Linked DNA regions of Triticum aestivum: region 1 is linked to region 2. The links are chromatin contacts, called in public Hi-C maps. All regions are on one chromosome and are shown on one strand. Each heading gives the region's core, a stretch centred on a gene start, on an enhancer-like site or on the middle of the called end of the contact. The rest is flanking DNA. Distances are from core to core; before and after follow the strand shown.

What was found. A called contact is a pair of places that touch in the nucleus more often than the background predicts.
Region 1: a contact with region 2 is called in a Hi-C map of leaf, with 2.5 times the contacts expected there. The contact joins the promoter of LOC123110928 here to the promoter of LOC123110927 in region 2. A contact is called at or near these places in 2 of 5 Hi-C or Micro-C datasets (both in leaf).

Annotation. Positions count from the first base shown.
Region 1 is chr5B:168,399,672-168,404,005 of IWGSC CS RefSeq v2.1, reverse strand. It overlaps LOC123110928 (adenylate kinase 3), which reads right to left and starts at 2,675. Exons shown (of 6, transcript XM_044531572.1): 1 at 2,436-2,675; 2 at 1,520-1,665; 3 at 1,308-1,427; 4 at 1,011-1,178. The coding sequence starts at 2,538.
Region 2 is chr5B:168,246,188-168,251,214 of IWGSC CS RefSeq v2.1, reverse strand. It overlaps LOC123110927 (exocyst complex component 5), which reads left to right and starts at 1,550. Exons shown (of 24, transcript XM_044531571.1): 1 at 1,550-1,765; 2 at 1,840-2,037; 3 at 2,151-2,225; 4 at 4,985-5,027. The coding sequence starts at 1,703.

The DNA of each region.
Region 1 (4,334 bases), core at 1,426-3,925, 150 kb before region 2:
CATCGGTTTTCGCAAAAGTCAAGTGTTATGACCGGGCAGACTTATGCCTGTAGGAGGCCCACTGGGCAGGTTTAGTTAGGGGCTTAGCCCGCAAGTTATCTATTTTATTTTCCATCATGGTTATATATACTAGTTGTAAGACTCTATGACAATCAAGCAATAAGAATAAATCTATTGCCCGGCTCCCACAGGAGCCGAACCCTAACCCTAGCCGCCTCCAGCTCCTTGCGCCGCCGCCTCCCCCCTCGCGCACGACGGCGCCTTGCCGCCGGCTACCACGAGCTTCGCCACGTCCAGCCCCCTCCTTCCCCTACAACCTACGCCCTAGACCCGGGTCCTAGCTCCTACCATCAAGCTTCACAAACTTTGACAATTGCTTGTAGAGTAGTATATGAAAACATATTTCATGATGAATCTAATGGCATTGATTTGGTATTTTACATGTTGACAATTTTTTTCATAAACTTAGTCAAAGTTTATAAAGTTCGACTGAAAAAAATATCTAATGCACACTATTTTGGGACCCCCCCCCCACACACACACACACACACAATTCCCCCTAACATCCAGTGCGTAATCCCATACGATTTGGTCCATAGCTCTAGCATCACTCAAGGAAATACAGTGTTGTGCAACATATCCATAAGGACAGGAGAACACAAGGGGATATTGAACTGTTTAAACAAACCATAACATGAATCTAGTAGTCAATACAAAATAAGTTACGCCTACAAGCAGAAGCAAACCACAAAAAGATTGCACATCGAGTTCATCTGGCAAACTAGTAACTCATCACCCACAACACAATTGGCAATTCTTTTCCCAAGATTGAATATGTATGGTAACCAGCTTAGCATGGCTATTGACAACCAAACTGAGGGAGTGTTATGCAGAGAAGACATTGAACTGCTCGGAACTTAACCTTGTGGAAGCAATGATCACGATAACAAAAATAAAGCATGCAAGTATGACATATCAAGGCACTACCCAGTATTCTACATTTGACTTACATCATCAACTCCCGGAGTCTTGGGAGGAGCAAATTTTGTATGGTAAGATCTACCACTCGATGGGTGTATCCAACGGCCAGTAATTCGTTCTTCCAATATTGCATCATCAATTGCAAAATTTAGAACCTTGTCAACCTTAGCACCTTGCTTTGCGAGCATTTCATCGAGCTGCAGTCGTTGTTCAACCAAACCATAAGAAAACAAACACTAAGCTCCCAAGGCATAAATCATCCATCAATATACACAGAAAGAAGGAATTTTCATTTCGATGTATATTGACCAAGGACCTGACCAGACCTTTTGTGCTTGAACAACAGTTCTAGGGAAGCCATCAAGGATAAAACCTTTTTGACATGAAGGTTTTTTCATGGCTTCATCAATAATCCCAACAACCAAGTCATCTGAAACAAGCTCTCCCTAAAAACAATAAGAGTCAAGAAATAAAGAAATTGATAGACACGGTTTTTGCTAGTTTTAAATTGCTATTTGGTATGTTCTTGAAACCTTACCTTGTCCATAGCTTCTTTAGCCTTGATACCCAGAGGAGTCTTAGCGGCGACAGCAGCCCTCAGCATATCGCCAGTGGCTAAATGGCACAAACAATATTCATCCTTAATAAGGGGAGACTGTGTTCCCTTTCCAGAGCCAGGTGGACCTACAGAATTTGCAAAGCACTTGCATAAGTCAAATTGCCCAAGCATAGTGCAATTTAGATTTTAGAACATAAACAGTGGCACTATGTGTTCAGGAATTAAAGATGAACCAGAGCATACAAAATCAAACGCACATGCAATACTCTATTCTTTTAGGGGGGGGGGGGGGGGGGGGGGGGGGGGGGGGGGCTGTGGGGTAATCTGTCTGGTATTCGATAGTTGGGGGGTTAAGTAGCTATTTTGGAGTTGAGGGGGTGATGTAGCTGCATCATAAAACTTCAGAGGGTACGTCCACTTATTTCCAGAACGAGGGACAGCAAGGACGAGGAACTCCAGCTCCAGATCCAGCCAACAGCAACAAGCTGCGAGCAGCAGCTACCCTATCGCGCCAACGACAACAGATCTGGCGGCGCGACCGACTGGGCACCACGACTGCAGCTTCAGATCCGTAACGACCAGATCGCACGTTGATGGACGTGGGAGGTCCAACTGCGCCGGCCGCCGAGCCTCGAGCGCCGCGCAGCTGAAGCCGCCGACCACCAAGGACACTAACCGCAAGGACCCGCACCGCCACCGCCTGCGGAACTACGCGCCACCGAACCCACCAGACGCTGCGAGCTGGAAAGACCCCGCCGCCGCCGTAAGACGCAAGGGCTAGGGTTAGAACGGCGGCAGTCACCCTGGCGAGAGCGAAGCCGGGGCCGAGCAGTTGGGATCTTTTGGTGTAGAAGAAGATGAGGATTGGGAAAGAAGAGAAGGGCTAGGGTTTTACCGACGAGGATGATGCGCTTGTCGGGCTTGGAGCTGCACTTGGCGCGACGGAGCAGCTCGGTCATGAGCTCCACCGAAGGCACGTCCTCGATGTTCGTCGCCATCTCTTCCTCCGCCGGCCGCAACAACGGGAACGACTCGACTCGCGTGCCTGCTGTTTGGCGTGCGGCGCACAAGTCCTATCTCTCTCTTGCTGCGTGCCTCCCTGGGTCAGTTCGCGTCGGCTCTGATCGGGGTTTTGTAAGAGCAACTCTAGCAGACCCCGCTCTGGCTCGCACAGATGCAAACCCCTCAAACGGATTCGTAAAAATATATATTCATGAAATATACCTTTTTACAGGTCTGTTTTGGGGTCTATTCTTTGCGCTGCTGCATCTCGCATATTATCAGCCCGCAAATATCAAATACAACATAATTCAACAATCGAAAACAAACTAAATTATTCCAATCAAACATAATATAATAATCATCCGCATTACAAATAATTATTCAAATAATCGTAGCAAACTTAAATAGTGCAATACAAAATTTGTCGTGAATACAAATACAAATGAATATAAAAATAAGTCACTGTCCAACCCTTTGCCAATGGTGTTCAATGAGATCTTCCTGAAGTTGAAAATGGGTGTCTGCATTTTCAATCTCCTTGTATGTCTGAAAAAAAGCTCTAATGCGGTTTGGATCTCTAGCTGGTTTGACACGGCTACCCACATTGTCGTAAAAGAATTTTAAGTTCAATCCTCTTTCATCTTTAAGAATCATATTGTGCAGGATAACACAGCATGTCATTATGTTCTTCAAGGTTTTCTTATCCCAAAAACGAGCAGGACCACAGACAATGGCAAACCTAGATTGCAAAACACCGAATGCTCTTTCAATGTCTTTTCGGGCTGCCTCTTGCACCCTTGCAAATTCACATTGTTTTTTTGTTTTGGGTTCTTTGATGCTCTTGACAAATGTGCACCAAGGAGGGTATATACCATCTGCAAGATAGTACTCCTTTGTCTATTCATGCCCATTGTTAGTGTAGTTGCAAGCAGGAGCATCGCCACTAGCAAGCCTAGCAAACAAATAAGACTGTTGCAACACATTGATATCATTGAGAGTGCCCGGCATACCAAAAAAGCAATGTCAGATCCATAAATCCTCGGATGCTACGACCTCTAGCACAATTGTTGCATCACGAGAGTTGCCACAATACATTCCTTGCCAAGCCTTGGGGCAATTTTTCCAATTCCAATGCATACAATCAATGCTACCTAGCATGCCAGGCCAACCTCTCCTCTCATTAGATGCCATCAATTTCTTTGTGTCATCTTCATTGAGTGCCCGAAGATACTCAGGACTAAGGACACGGATGACCACTTTCGCAAATCTACGCACAGACTCAATTATGCTATCTTCACCAATGCGAAGATACTCATCGGCATAGTTAGCCGGAACGCCATATGCAATCACCCGCATAGCTACGGAGATTTTTTGATATGCACTAAATCCCTTTAAGCCCGCGACATTCCTTCTTTGATTAAAATACCGGCAATTTGCCTCGCAAGCTTCAACAATTTTCACAAAGAGGGATCGGCGCATTCGGTACCTTCTCCGGAAGAGGTGCGGAGGATACGTAGGATTTTCCGCGAAATAGTCTTGCATCAACATCTCGTTCCCAAGATGGCGATTCCGAGGAATGCACAAACGCCCGACAGTCGATCCTCGCCTCCTCTTCCGGTGCTCGTCTTCATGCTCCTTCACGGCAAGCGCCGTGTCTAATGTTTGCTGCCGAAAGTTCGCAAGCATGCTCTCAACATCCGAGTCGTTCGAATCGGACGAATCGGATAGCAAGAACTTCTCGCACGGGGTCAACTCCATCTACACGCACACCGGCGTGTCAATCTACTATGCA
Region 2 (5,027 bases), core at 301-2,800:
ACTATCATTTGAAGCACAAGAGCAAGGAGTTCATCATCAACGCACCATTTGTTACTTCTTGGAGAGTGGTGTCTCCTAGATTGGCTAGGTGTCACTTGGGAGCCTCCGACAAGATTGTGGAGTTGAACCAAGGAGTTTGTAAGGGCAAGGAGATCGCCTACTTCGTGAAGATCTACCGCTAGTGAGGCAAGTCCTTCATGGGCGACGACCATGGTGGGCTAGACAAGGTTGCTTCTTCGTGGACCCTTCGTGGGTGGAGCCATCCGTGGACTCGCGCAACCGTTACCCTTCGTGGGTTGAAGTCTCTATCAACGTGGATGTACGATAGCACCACCTATCGGAACCACGACAAAAACATCCGTGTCTCCAATTGCGTTTGAATCCTCCAAAATCCTTCACTTTACATTCTTGCAAGTTGCATGCTTTACTTTCCGCTGCTCATATACTCTTTGCATGCTTGCTTGTTATGTATTCTGAATGTTAAACTTGTGCCTAAACTCCACTTAAACATAAAGAAGTTGAAAACTACAACTTTGATACTTAGTGTCTAATCACACCCCCTCTAGACACCTCTTCTCAAGGTCATACAGTGCTTCCTGCTAACCTTTATGCCTGAGATCTTTCCTCTCTCCTCCGCATTTGCTAAAAGGGCCGTCAGGCCCTTCGTACATAACAAGAACAAATAGGGGGTCCACCTGCCTTAGCCCTCCAGTGGGTTTGAAACTACCAGTCTCCTCTGCATTAAACCGAACCCTATACTCCACAGAGGACACACATTGCATAACCAAATTCATCCAGTTTTCCTTGAAATCCAGCTTCAACAAAATTGCTCTTAAGAAAGGTCATTCCACTCGGTCATAAGCTTTGTGCATGTCCAACTTGATAGCACACAACCCCTCCCTCCCTGTTCTTTTCTTTTTAATTTTGTGGAAACACTCATATGCTACTAAAATATTATTTACGATTAGTCTTCCGGGAACAAAAGCACTCTGAGCTGGGCTGATAATGTTTGACATAATTAATTTCAAACGCGTTGCAATTATTTTTAAAATAACCTTGTACACCACATTGCATAAACTAATAGGTCTAAACTGAGTGACCTTTTCTGAAGAGTTACCTTTGGGATCATGACAATTGCAGTATCATTCCATCCCGCGGGTATCGACCTTCCAGGTGTGCCTTCGTTGCGAACCAACCTGTGGTTGGATGGTTAGAGGGGTTGTGGTATCCCCAACCCATCAGGGTTCAAATCCTGGTGCTCGCATTTATTCCTGAATTTATTTCAGGATTTCCAGCGATGCGCATTCAGTGGGAGGAGACGTTCCCGTCGACGACGAGGCGCCTACGGAGACTTCATAAATCTCAACACGATATGCCGGCTCGATTTTTCGGAGGGGCTCATAGGGGTAGGGTGTGCGTGTGTGCGTTCATAGGGATAAGTGTATGCGTGTGTATATGAGCGCTTGTGTATGTTAAAAGAAAAATGTGTGCCTTTGTTGAATAGAAAACCCCAAGTTCGCCTTTCAAAAAAAAAAAACCCAAGTTCGACGAAGAAAAAAAAAAGATGCGCCTGGCCTGAGCCGTTGTCGTTTCCTTCTCGTCCGGCCCGCCCGAACCCAGTCAGCTCACCCCATTTTCCAGATCATACACAAGAGCCGCTGCCCATCCTCCTCCCCTAGATCTCTCCGGCCGGCAGGCAGCCATGCCGTCGCCGAATGACCCGCCCGCGGCGTTGCCCCTCACCCTCGACCTCGAGGACTTCAAGGTACTCCCCCTTATTCGATTCGTTCTGTATCTCCCCTCCTTCCGTCCAGACCTAAGCGCTGCGTGGTTTTGCAGGGGGATTTTTCCTTCGACGCGCTCTTCGGGAGCCTGGTGGATGAGCTTCTGCCGGAGTTCCACGGGGACGATGCGGCAGGGGTACCCCCCCCGCCGCCGCCCCTGCTCGGGGCCGCGCCACCCGTTTTCCCTGCCGTCGACGAGCTTCTCGGGCTCTTCAAGCATTCCTGCAAGGAGCTCGTCGACCTGCGTCGTCAGGTCGGTTGCCGCCGGTCCTGGTGGTAGCAGCCTGCGTGATTGGGTGTGTGGGTGGTTGTCCGGTGATGGTATATGCTGATGCTGGTGTTTCTTTTTCTTCCTTTTGTGGATAGATTGATAAGAGGCTCCAAAATCTGAAGAAAGAGGTGGCTACACAGGATGCCAAGCATCGCAAGACACTCGGGGAGGTTAGTTAGCATGCTTGCAAGTTTTCTACGTGTTGACTATATTGTTAATGTTAGTATATTATAGAAAGATAAATGAATGAGACCATAATGGAAAAACAATACAGATGAGAAACCAGACGAGCCATATATAAAGATTGGAAGTACAACTAACTCTGATACGGTGAAAACATAATGCAAAGTCTTACCATTTGGAATATTATCTTTAGGTGTTCCTTGTTTCCTCTGGTTGTGCTATTCACTGGGATGAAAGTGCCACTCTAGGCTCGTAGTTAATTAGTTATATATGCCATCAATTACACATAATGATCAAGTTGGGGGAATCTTTTGTTACCTATATAGGTTAACTTTGTTCTTTTGTTTTCATCGCCGTATGATACATGTCAACGTATGACGACGAGTAGGTTCCCAGTTTTAAGATCTTCACCCAGTCGAATCTATTCAACTGTCTGTTAGATGTCTAGGACTTTATATATTATAATTTTTTCTTACTGTGTTTCTACCCCTCTTGTCCTGTTGGACCTGTTCAGTTGCTAAGAAGGGACATTTTCCTTTAGTAATACAGTTATACCCAGGCAAAGTTTAGTAGGCCATTCTGTAGAGAACCTAATGAATAATTGCTGAAAAGGGCAGTCCCTGATGCGAGAATCCAAAGAGACATAACTACAGCAGAAAAAAGTGCAAGGCATGCATTTGATGAGCTTCTATAGAAGAATGACTGTCGTGTTTAATATTTATGGTGACTCCTATGCTTCCATCAAATTGTAGTTATGAAGGAAATTTCTAACTAGGGAAATACGCAGAAGAGATTTGTATCCTATTCACACATTTTTCTATTTGCATTTGGTTATCAGCATCTTAGGGTCTATCATTCTGTCAAATGCATCTCTGGAATGGGGATGCTGTTCGATTTTAGAAACCCAGCTGCATGTTTCGATACTTTACCATTTTAATGTGATCTGACTAGGCTTTTGTCAGTTAGGATCCTGGCAAATAGGATCATGTTGTCCCTTGAGAAATACTTTTTTGTAAGGTTCCCTATGAATTACTTTGTGCAATAATCTCCTTTCGAACCCTTCAGTACAAAGTGCCCAGTTGGAACAATTTTTTCTGGATTGACCATAGATGCTGTTCAGTAAAAATAAAACACCTTAGCTGAACCCTTTAGCATAAAGTGTCCAGTCGGAACAAAATCTTTGGACTCTATGTTTATAAAGCGGTAAAGCGAAGCGAGGCGCTTGGGGGGCGCCTCACTGCTTAAGCGATAAAGCGTAAAGCGAGGCGACGCTTTAGACAGACTCTGAACCTGATGGGCAGTATAATAGAGCACCATTTAGTGAGACATATATATGTTGATTCTAATCCACCAGTGAGCCCATATATTCTGATCCATCCACTAAGCAGTAAGCAACTAGCCAATTGCTATAAGAGAGGCAGTAGCACCTAACAGCAGAGGAGTTGTGCATAGCATAACACACAACAGAGCAGAAAAGGCTGGTGCAGATCTGAGGAAGCTGCTGCCAGAGGAGAGAGGAAAGAGCTGAAAGCCTGGATATTTGCACGCTCTGGTTTTGGTTCTCTCTCTTTCTTTCCCCTCCTGTAACTGTTTCAAATGTGAGCCCAGCCCTGTTTCCCTGCCAGGAATCTCTGTACCCTGCCTGGCAAGTCTAAGGCGTCCTCTCTGCCTTAAAGCGCCAATCAGGACGCCTAAGCAGGCGCTTCAGACGCTTTAGTGTCTAAGGCGGACGCCTTAGACACATGTCTAAAGCGAGTTGGACGCTTTGAGCCTGGAGGGCGCTCTAACGCTTAAGCGTCGCTTAAGCGACGCTTTAGGGACGCTTTACAAACAGAGGAATTGGACTGTCCTTAGCTGAACACATTAGCCGCCCACATTCTGCTTGGGCAATCAGTGTTATAGTTCAACACCGGAACATTGTTTATAAGGCGTCCCGCATTCGGCGCTTAGGCGGCAAGGCGCCCTGACAGCGCCTTGAAATTATGCCTGCTTTAGGCACTTAGGCGTCGGGGCGTTGGTGCTCGCCTTAGGGCGACTTAGCACCTTATAAACAATGCACCGGAGAGTCTGGCAGAAAAAAAAAAGAACCACAAGAATCCATGTATTTGGTTTCCAAGTTGCAACTGATCACTTCTGTTTCCAGACTTTGAGAAAAATTGCTCTTTTGAGAAATTGTAAAGCTTAAATCTGGAATTAATTTAAATTTTTTGTGGGTTCTTACATCGATATGGAATCATCAGTATGATTACACACCAGTAATGTTCTGTAGTGAAGCAATCAAAGTAATTAGTGAAAATATTTTATATTTTAGCTTAATCATTGAGTGAACGCGAAGTTTGATGACTTCATTTTTTTTAGAAAAATGAGATATTCCAATTGTAACCAGATATTGCTGACATCTTTCAACAGAAAACAAGTTTTGACTATGTGTCTTGAATAAAAAAGTACATGAAGATGGTTATTTTGTGCAAAACTTTTATGAATTACTGCCAAGTGTTGCCAGTCTTTACTATGGCAGTCTGTTAGATGCACTTTCTATGCATGTCCAAGATCAATATGCAACTTTGTTCAATGTTGTTGTCTCATCAAATTTAAAAGAAGAGCTGGCTGTTTGATTTCTTGTCCCCTTAACTTTATGAAATATAAATTATACCTATGCCATGGAATATTACTCTAATATTTGCAAGTTTTGCTGAACTAGTGGTTCTGGTTCATTTTATATGTTCACTGTTTTATTGTTCTCCAGCTTGAGAAAGGTGTGGACGGTTTATTTGATAGCTTTGCTAGGT